Linked DNA regions of Hordeum vulgare: regions 1 and 3 are each linked to region 2. A link is a contact called in public Hi-C data. All regions are on one chromosome and are shown on one strand. Each heading gives the region's core, a stretch centred on a gene start, on an enhancer-like site or on the middle of the called end of the contact. The rest is flanking DNA. Distances are from core to core; before and after follow the strand shown.

Evidence for each region. A called contact is a pair of places that touch in the nucleus more often than the background predicts.
Region 1: a contact with region 2 is called in a Hi-C map of leaf, with 2.8 times the contacts expected there. The contact joins the enhancer-like site here to the promoter of LOC123448782 in region 2. A contact is called at or near these places in 3 of 6 Hi-C or Micro-C datasets (leaf and seedling).
Region 3: a Hi-C map of seedling shows a contact between it and region 2, with 7 times the contacts expected there. The contact joins the promoter of LOC123448778 here to the promoter of LOC123448782 in region 2. A contact is called at or near these places in 3 of 6 Hi-C or Micro-C datasets (leaf and seedling).

The regions. Positions count from the first base shown.
Region 1 is chr4H:414,839,936-414,843,227 of MorexV3_pseudomolecules_assembly, reverse strand. No RefSeq gene overlaps it. Among protein-coding and RNA genes, the nearest start is that of LOC123448783, 290 kb to the left of the region's middle. Within about 2 kb of position 1,632, at least 2 of the 3 cell types and tissues checked have open chromatin away from gene starts, as enhancers often do. A contact at or near this core is called in leaf, where this site is marked.
Region 2 is chr4H:414,215,348-414,218,419 of MorexV3_pseudomolecules_assembly, reverse strand. It overlaps LOC123448782 (SNF1-related protein kinase regulatory subunit beta-1-like), which reads left to right and starts at 1,496. Exons shown (of 4, transcript XM_045125785.1): 1 at 1,496-1,853. The coding sequence starts at 1,623.
Region 3 is chr4H:413,580,605-413,583,533 of MorexV3_pseudomolecules_assembly, reverse strand. LOC123448778 (aquaporin SIP2-1) reads right to left here and starts at 1,439. Exons shown (of 3, transcript XM_045125781.1): 1 at 767-1,439. The coding sequence starts at 1,084. It overlaps LOC123448777 (alpha-L-arabinofuranosidase 1-like), which reads right to left. Exons shown (of 18, transcript XM_045125779.1): 14 at 2,759-2,862; 15 at 2,615-2,671; 16 at 2,193-2,391; 17 at 1,976-2,119; 18 at 1,528-1,834. The coding sequence ends at 1,679. It overlaps TRNAE-CUC (a tRNA gene), which reads right to left and starts at 1,495; the gene lies at 1,423-1,495.

The DNA.
Region 1 (3,292 bases), core at 383-2,882, 620 kb before region 2:
TACTTTAATTGAAAAACTTATGAAGTAGAATTCTTTCGGGTGATGGTACTACAATGGATGATCTTTCAAGATGATGGTACTAATTGGGCAATCATGTGATGATTCTACATGTACAAGCATAAATTAGGGATATTGTTGTGATTAGTTAGTACAAATTAATTAGTCAAAACTCTCCCCTTGCCCACTCGTCATCCGTTTGACATCTGCAACCGAAACATCTTTTAATTCTCTCCGAGTCTTCGGGAACCACCGTCTCTCTAGATCCTCACGTTCATTCCATCTCATATATATTGTACATGTAACTATGAATCAGTAGAAGTTTTGTCATTCACTTCAATCAGTATTGCCGCGAAGATATCTCGACATTGGTAGCAATTTCCTCTTTGTTTATGGTCATAAGTGTGTCCATGGTTCTAGTTATCACATTATCCGTTGTTATTTTTTTGCATGGCCCCCTTGCATCACCTATGCTTACTATTATCTAATACTCCCTCTGTCCCAAAATAACTGTCTTAACTTTGTACTAGCTCTAGTACAAAATTGTACTAAGCTTAAGGCACTTATTTTGGGACGGAGGGAGTATAAACTAGATATTTTTATCATATCTTTCTGGGATAACTTTTAGATGTCCATCGTATATTTTGTTAAGAAAAAATTGGGGTAGCGCCTCGCTTATAGCAAGACCTAGCATGCTCTTAGGTCAGTCTTCTCTCTAAATGGACCTGCCTAGTGGCGTGGGAGACCACGTCCTAGTTTTTTTCATGTATTTTTGTTTCCATTTTTTATACTTTTGTTTATAATCTCGTATTTGGAAAATTTTAACCAGCCATTTGAAACATGTAAAAAAAGTGTTGACCATATAAAATGTTAACAAGCATTTTAAAATGCTAGATGTGTATAAAGAAAATGTTTCTCATGTATAATTTTTTTGTAAAATGTGTGTTGAAAAATTGATCATGTATTTAGCAAATATTAATTAAGAATTTGAAAAATACATATTAAATAATTATTTAGAATATTTTAATCAAGCCTTCAGAAATGTTAAATGTGTGTAGAAAATGTTGACCATGTTTCAATAAAATGATAATCTTATATTTGGAAATTATTAATCCAGTATTTAAAAATGTTAAAATATGCATAGAAAAATGTGATCATGTATTTAAAAATGTTAATAAAGTATTTAAAAATATATTATTTGAGCATTTAAAAAATGCTAAAAATAAATATAAAATATACTTTGACCATATATTATAAAAACACTCTTGATGCATACACTAAATGTAGAATGCAAATAAAAGAAACAAAGAAAAATTCAAAACTTTAGAAGAAACAATGCCAAAGAAAAAGGGAACAGAAAATGAAAAATGATGAAACTAGTGCAGAAAGAATGGAAAACGGAAAGAAACAAAGTAAAACCAAAAAAGAAAAGAAACCATTGAAAAAGAATTACAAAAATTAGGAAAAACTGAGAAGGAAAAAAATGAACAGAATAAATGATAGGAAAAAAGAAATAGAAACGAGCCGGTCCAGAAACAGGAGATCAGGAAAAACGTTCAGCAAGATGAGAGCTATTCTTGCTATAAGCGAGATACAGCTCTCGATGCGGTGCAGGTATACACAGTAAATCTTAGTTGAAGAAAAGCCTTGGGCTAATCTGAACGTTGGGCCGGCCTGGATACTTTGTGCCAATAACGGGGTTCATTTAACCCATGACCTCAAATTTGGACGCACCCCGCACCTAAAAAGCGAATCCTTTCATAAAATATTGCTTCAAAGCTATAAAAATTTCTTATATTGTACTCCTTCCGTAAACTAAACGCTTTTATATTAGTTTACAGAAGAAGTAATATTAAGGAAGTACTTATAAAACAGATGTCCAGTTTTTAATAGTTACAAAGTTCAATGACAGGAACATCAATTAGTTTACCATCGAAATGAACATTTAATAGTTACAAAGTTCAATGACAGGAACATCAATTAGTTTACCATCGAAATGAACATCAATTTTTCTTTTGACTGTGACATGAACATCAAATTATTTGCACACGGAGTCATCAAATCCGGCAGCCTCTAGAAGGTCAGGCATATTAAACAAACCATCTTATTTGCAGGACTCTTTCGGATATGACGGTGATGGATTAGGTTCTAGTTTATGCCGTCGTCCAAAGCTAGCTTAGTTTTTCATTTTTGAAATGGAAAGCTTAGGTTCGTTAATCATACGTACCAAGGGTGACCACAGAACTAATTTCCTCTGCTTGTCGTAAGTAGTATTTGTATATGTTATTCCCTCCGTTCCTAAATATAAAACATTTTAGAGAGTTCATTATAGACTACTGAAACAAAATAAATAAATCTATAATCTAAAATATATTTATATAAATCTGTATGTAGTCTATAATAAAAAAATCTTTACAATATTTTATATTTAGGAACGGAAGAAGTAGAAAATAGCGAGATAGAGAGATAGGGGAGAGCACCAATAATGAAGTATGCTGCTTCCATTGCTTGAGTCGTAGGCAGTTGACGAAAATCAGGTCAGGGGAGACATTTTCCGTCGGTCCGAAACTTTGAACAGTTCTTGACCAACCATGGACTAGGGACCGGGTTTGCCGCGGTGCTAAGTACTCCCTCCGTTTTTAAATATAATTCTTTGTAGAGATTTCACTAATGGACTATATACATCCGTATATAGACATACTTTAAAATATAGATTCAATTATTTTGTTTCGTATGTAGACCCTTAGTGAAATCGCTTAAAAGGCTTATATTTAGGAACGTAGGGAGTACTACAGTAGTCGGAGTACGAGCTAGCAAGCTGGCACCGTTTCGCGCTTCAGATTGACAAAAGGATCGGCTCTTTGTCTTAGCTTGTGCGCGTACTGATCTGTGGCCGGAGGTCCTTTGTGGAAACGCATTGTTTACTGTTTACTCGGTTACTTCCAATTCCAAAGAAAAACACGCCGCTGAGCATGAGCTGGGTCTCCGGGGTTTTCCTCCTTTCTTTCTCTTGAAGGTACGATGAGCGATGAATAGATGCAACTATTTTTACATGTTGGTTGTGGAAACGCATTGTTTCTAGCGGATCAAAAGTTCGCTCTCAAACGCAACCATGGTTGACCTATTAGTTAACAAATTGGAGAGGCTGAAGGCGACAAGTTTGGTCCACTTAGGGCATCTCCAATGCTCGTTCGCAAACCAGACACCTCATTCATCTCCATACACGGGGACGAGTCTGCGGATACGGATGCGGGAGCCATCCATTCATAGTTAGCCGTATACATTTTAAATACGA
Region 2 (3,072 bases), core at 247-2,746:
CGTCGTCGCGGTCCCAACGCGGCCCCAGTTGCAGACCCCCGCAGCCTGAGGTGGTGACGAGGGCGGGGTGCCGTCGGCCGTGCCCCTGGCCATCCTCGACATGCATGGTCCAGTGGCCCGGCTAGACCTCCGGGACCAATCGCCCATCGTCGGACCCCTGAGGAGGGTAGACCACTTTGCGTAGAATGCGACGAGCGCGACGAGAGGGGTGACCAGTCCTCCACGCGGTCGACGTGGATGAGCATGTCGTGGCACCAGACACGAGGAGGGGGTCCCACTTCCCTGCTTGGTGGCGAGAAGCCGGGCACGACCTCGACGCGCCCAACATCCTGCGTTGTCCGCCAGATGATGTGCGTGGTGGGGATGAACGCCACATCCCACACCCACATCCAACAAGCGAACGTCTTCGTGTGGCCGTGCTCGCGGGTGCGAGTGTCGAGGCGGTCGATGATGCACTTGTCGCCGAGCACCCTTGCTGCCCCGTTGAGGGACCACATCTCCATAGGCATCTTCTCAATGATGATGCGGGCGTGGAGCATGAAGTCCTCGGATACATCATGGTCGTCCTCGTGCCACGGCTTGATGGTGAAAAAGACACCGTCTTGCTGATGCGTCATCTACGCTGATGTGAACTGGCTGCATGCTAAAAGAATTAGTAGTAGTGGGTATGAATTATTTGGCATGCATCATGACGTGGACATTTTGAATAATGTGGCATGCAAGATGATGTGAACCTTGTGCATGTGGAAAGAATTGTGACCAACTTATTAAAAATGTAAGATACATGATTGTTTGTTTGAGAACCAAGCAACCTATCTAACGATTAATTTACTTATAATTAGCTTAATTAATAAGCAATTAATCTATTCTTAACATAAGGAATTGAGTCTAACAAAAGGAATTGAGTAGAGTAGTGTTGCTAGAGATGGATCGCACGTTGATGTGGAGCACTACCATTTCCGTGTCAAGGCACGCCGCGCCCACAACACATTTTCTTGTTGCTAGAGATGGATCGCACGACAAACACTGGAATTTGGCTGATACTCACGAATGGCAACCGTGACAAGGCTAATCCTTTCACCTACCGTGTTCCTCGACACGAACCCATCCCTTTCACGATTCTTATTCTTCAACGCAAAGGATTCGCGAGACAACACGCCAACGAGATCGCAGCGATGGATGCCGGATTCCGGGTCCCGGGAGCCGGCGCCCGACCCAGGTATAGGCTCCTCTCTCTCCATCATCCAACCCAACGTCCGTCCGAACGTGCGCGCCGTGACCAGGGCCCCGGCTCCACGTCACGTACACATCACCAAACACGGCCCTCCGTGCGCTACACCCTCCTGCACCGACCAGCAGGCGGGCCACGTGGGGCCGACGGGACGGTGACTGTGCAACCCACGAGCACCGGGTGCACGGGTGCCGCCACGCTTCCCGGGCAAGGGGCAGCGGCACGCGCTTAATTACACGACCAAACGGGCGCAGCCATCCCTCCCTTTCCTTCTCGCTCGTCTTCCTTGCCCCCTCGCGCAACAGCAGCGCCACAACGCAGTGAGTGGCACTTCCGTGATTTCGCCGCCGCGGGGGCGGGGGTAGGAGGAGGAGGAGGAGGGAAGGAGGCCATGGGCAACGCCAGCGGCAGGGAGGAGGACGCCGCCGCGCCCGGGGAAGCCGACGCCGCCGACGTCGACGTCGAGGACTCCTCGGCCCGCGGCGGCTTCCCTCCCTACGGCGGGGGCGCCAACAACGTGCGCCGTGCCTGCTCGGTGGGCGTCGTGGGTGCCAGCGGCGGTCCCGGATCGCCGCCCGGGAGTCCCGGCCGCTCCCTCTCGCCGCGGATGTTCGTGCCCCAGGTCAGATCACCAGATCCCGCGCCCACTTCTCCGTTTCGTTGCTCGCTCTACAGGTACAGAGTTCAGTTCGGGTCGGATGCCTAGTTTCGCCCCTGCTGGTGCTCGTATGTGATCTCGAGATGTGGAGGTTCGACTGATTTGGTTGGTTGGTTGGTTGGTTGGTTGGCTTAGGGTCCCAACGCGAGGAGTCGTCGCGATCTGGAAATGGCTCGGTGTTCTCCAAATTCACTTTAGCTAATGCTGTTCTTCCTGTGGATAAACTGTTTGCTCCTTGCGTGACAATAGAGCAAATAAGCGCGAGCCTACTTGCTGCTAGTTCGTCTTAGTATTATTGATTGTAATTACAATGCAGGAACACACCAGTGGTGTTTATCTTGCCGAGTTTCACTTTGGCATTCGTTTGTGCGAGCTTGATTGTTTTCTCCTAAGCAGCAAACCGTTTCAGAATAAGCTATGCTACTTGGACAGTTAAAAAACCATGTGGCTAAACAGGGAGGTTTTATTATGTGCAAATTGTTGAATGACCGTTTGATTGTACAGACGTTTTATGGGTTTTGCTCTTCTGATTAAAATTTAACATGAAGTAGATTGGTTAGTTCTAGAATTTTCGTTTGCCCCTTGCCCAATAGTTAGTTTAGGTACTGTAATGGTGATTGTAAGTTAGTCATGAGAATGATGTCTCCGTGTAGGCTGTCCAAGGGATTTATGAGCTTTCTGTTAGGGCTCTGGTTCATATCGACACTGATGCTTGTTTCCAGACCATGAATTTAGATGCTTTCCAAAATGAAATTAATACTTGATATACAGCCGTACTTCAAGTCGTGTCTAAGCATCGAAGGAAAAAATACCGGATTAATTTGTTCAATTAGAGCGGGGGATCTGTTGTATATTGTTTTCTATTATTATGGCTGAAGATTGGATTTGGTATGTCGGTCACCTTCCTTCTCATTTTTTTCTTCTCAGTGTTACACTGTCTATTACTTCTGAACCAACCCTTCTGCTACATTCCTGGGATTATGCTATTACTGTCTGCAAAATGTAGGTCTCTTGTGCTGTATTGACATCAAGAATTCTATATAATGTACCAATGCGTTATCATTTTTTCTGTTCTCCTGGGTAGTAGCCTTAAGGATTGATTAAACTGAAAATAATTGAAGCAAATAAATACATGCAATTAGTACTCTCTCCGTCCCAAAATTCTTGTCTTAGATTTGTCTAG
Region 3 (2,929 bases), core at 190-2,689, 630 kb after region 2:
AAATCATCTACATGCCAATGCCAACATAGCTGTTATGTTTCGCTATCAATCTATATCACATCTGAAGTGACAAAATTGACCACTGTTTCATAGTACTGCATTATGCCACATGCCCACACAGTTTGTATTTCGTCCCTTCATTAAGAGTAGACTTCTTAGACATGTATTAACATTTTGCCCACACAATTATCTGCAAAGCCTTTCTGTTCTTTAACATTATATGTATCCACGTGTGCCCCATATAACATTAAATCGAAAAATATAGTAATGGCTTAAGGCATCCATAATGTGGCCAAATACTGGTGTCATATTCAGATTTTGGCATTCTGGCACAACTTGCTATACCTGCCCGTTGTAACAAAGACAAAGGTGTGCTGATTTTTTTTTATAGAGGCCAATATATTTGTAATATATTGAACAAATGTGTGTTGTTCCCAGTACATAGTACTCCATCCGTTCCTAAATATAAGACCTTTTAAAGATTGCATTATGAACTACATTCAGATGTACATAGACATACTTTAAAGTATAGATTCACTCATTTTGCTCTTCTTGTGAAACCTTATATTTTGAAACGGAGGGAGTAGCAACGACAATGCCTCATGGATCGGTTATGAGATAGTGGTATATTATAAGATGATATGGCCCGCAAATAGGTACCGGTCAAATCGTGTTGGCTCCTCTGTTGAAAACAATAAATACTAGGCACATGTGTTCCGGGAACTCAAAAGTGGAGATGGAAGGATGAGGCAGAGCGACTAATCACCTGCGCAGGGACCCGTACGAAGACGGTGAAGAGGTAGAGGGCGGGGCCGCCGCGGGAGGCCAGGGCACCGGAGATGGCGGTGAGCGGGTTGTAGGAGGCGCCGCCGGTGGCGGATTCGAGCCAGGCGAAGAGGAACATGTAGACGACAGAGAGCGAGACCTTGGCGGCTTCTCCCTCCGGGCGGCCCCCAAGTCCGAGCACGTTGTACACGGCCAGCTTCACCAGCGCGCCCGCGCACACCCACAGCACCGCCAGGACCAGGTCGCCAACCACCAGCCAGGGCCGGATTCGGCCGCTCGACGCCGGAGCCGGAGCCATGGGCGGGCGTTGGGGGGGAGCGGGGCGGAGGCGGTGTCTGCCTGCCGGTGCTTTGAGGCCACGGGATTCTCCTCTCCTCCTGCCGGGATTAGTAGGAAGGAGGCGAGCGAGAAATTTGGAATTTTAAATTTGGGAGCGGGTTAAGAATAGATTCCCTTATTAGGATAGGATGGCCACCAGCACGACTGCCAAGGAAGGAGGTGCGCGTCAATGATTGTTCACCACGGGAACATCGGACAATATTTTCCACATGTTTGTCAATACTGTCGTTTCAAGGGCGCAGTTCCTTGCAAAAATATATACTATACGAAATCCTTTTTTTTCGAGCCCCAAAAAAATTCCGTCGCCGGGACTTGAACCCGGGTCTCTCGGGTGAGAGCCGAGTATCCTAACCACCTAGACTACGACGGAGAATCTGTCCATGAGAGTTAGACCAAGGCCTATAATCATAGATAAGCGCTTGCCTTTTGACGCATATATATGTATGTATGTAAAATGTACATCGACACACGCCCACATTAAGTTTATGTTTATTCCAAGTTCATGATTTGCACTGAGAGGCGGTTCTCTCGTCTATCGCATTCCTTTCTGTATTCACACACTTGAATGCAAGCTTGACTCTGGGACTGGATGCATCATCGTGCTACTGCTCTGGTCCAAGAGGAGATCAAACGAGGTGAGGGCGTACGGATCCAGTACAAGACTCATCTCCTCCCTCGCATTGGTTATCGGGCTTTCCACCGGCACCACCTATTGCATTCCATACAAAAGTTCAAGACAAAACATTGCAAGTTTACAAGCACCACTACAGCTACTAATCCAATACGGAACAATTCTCACGCCCAATTCACTTTGCGGTTACCCGAAAGAAAACAAGTCAATGTAGCATACCTTGTCTGGTTGCTGGAAGGAATTCTCATCCCATAGAGAACCAGATGTAAGTACCGTCTTTATGGAGCCAAATGTCTGAATCCCGTTCTCCAGCCCGGTTATAGAGATACTAAGATCTACAGCTTTGTTGCCGAAATTTAGAACCTGACATAAACGGATTTGGTTATTTAAATGTTCATCGGACCTGTTTAATTCTAGGACAATGGAATAAATGCACCTTTATTTTTAGGTAAGCATTTCCATCTTTAGAATTCTGCCAAGTGATAGCCGATGCGACCAGTTGGTTATAGTTCGATACTTGAATGGTAGATGGATGAAGTGCTGCACCACTTGAGTCCTTGAAGAAGTGTAACATCCAGTAGTTTGGACATCCATAGTGCTGCCACGAGTTGAAGACTATGGCATCTGGACTCCACCTATTAAGCACAAACGTATTTTCATGGATACCACAGGCATCAGTAGAAAAATCGTAATGACGTGCAAGTGTATTTCTCTCTCCAGAGATCCTTCCATCTCTCTACAGTAATTCAAGTCAAAGGATTATCTAAATTTCAGCTTAACTTCAAGTAGACAAACTGTAGCATGTTTTCAGAATTACTCTGTGACTGATTTACTGATACAAAGCGTTGAATCATTTACCTGCGATCATTGTCATTTACGAAGAGTGGAGCACAACTTGCCATTTCAACAGCGTCGCTGCATACAAAAAGTAGGAAAAACATGCAAGCTCACAATGGCTGCTCTGATCACCATGATACCAAACCAGAAGCAGAATACAAGAACCTGTTTCTTTCTAATCCAATAAGAAATGCAGCTTCAGCTAGAGCAGCTACTAATGTTCCTCGGCCAGCATCATTTCCAGTCACAGCATATTCACTAACAATTGCCTAAAAGTTTACACAGGGTACTGGTTAGTTGTAAGTATGAGAATTGACGTTAATAGAAGCGCAGCTC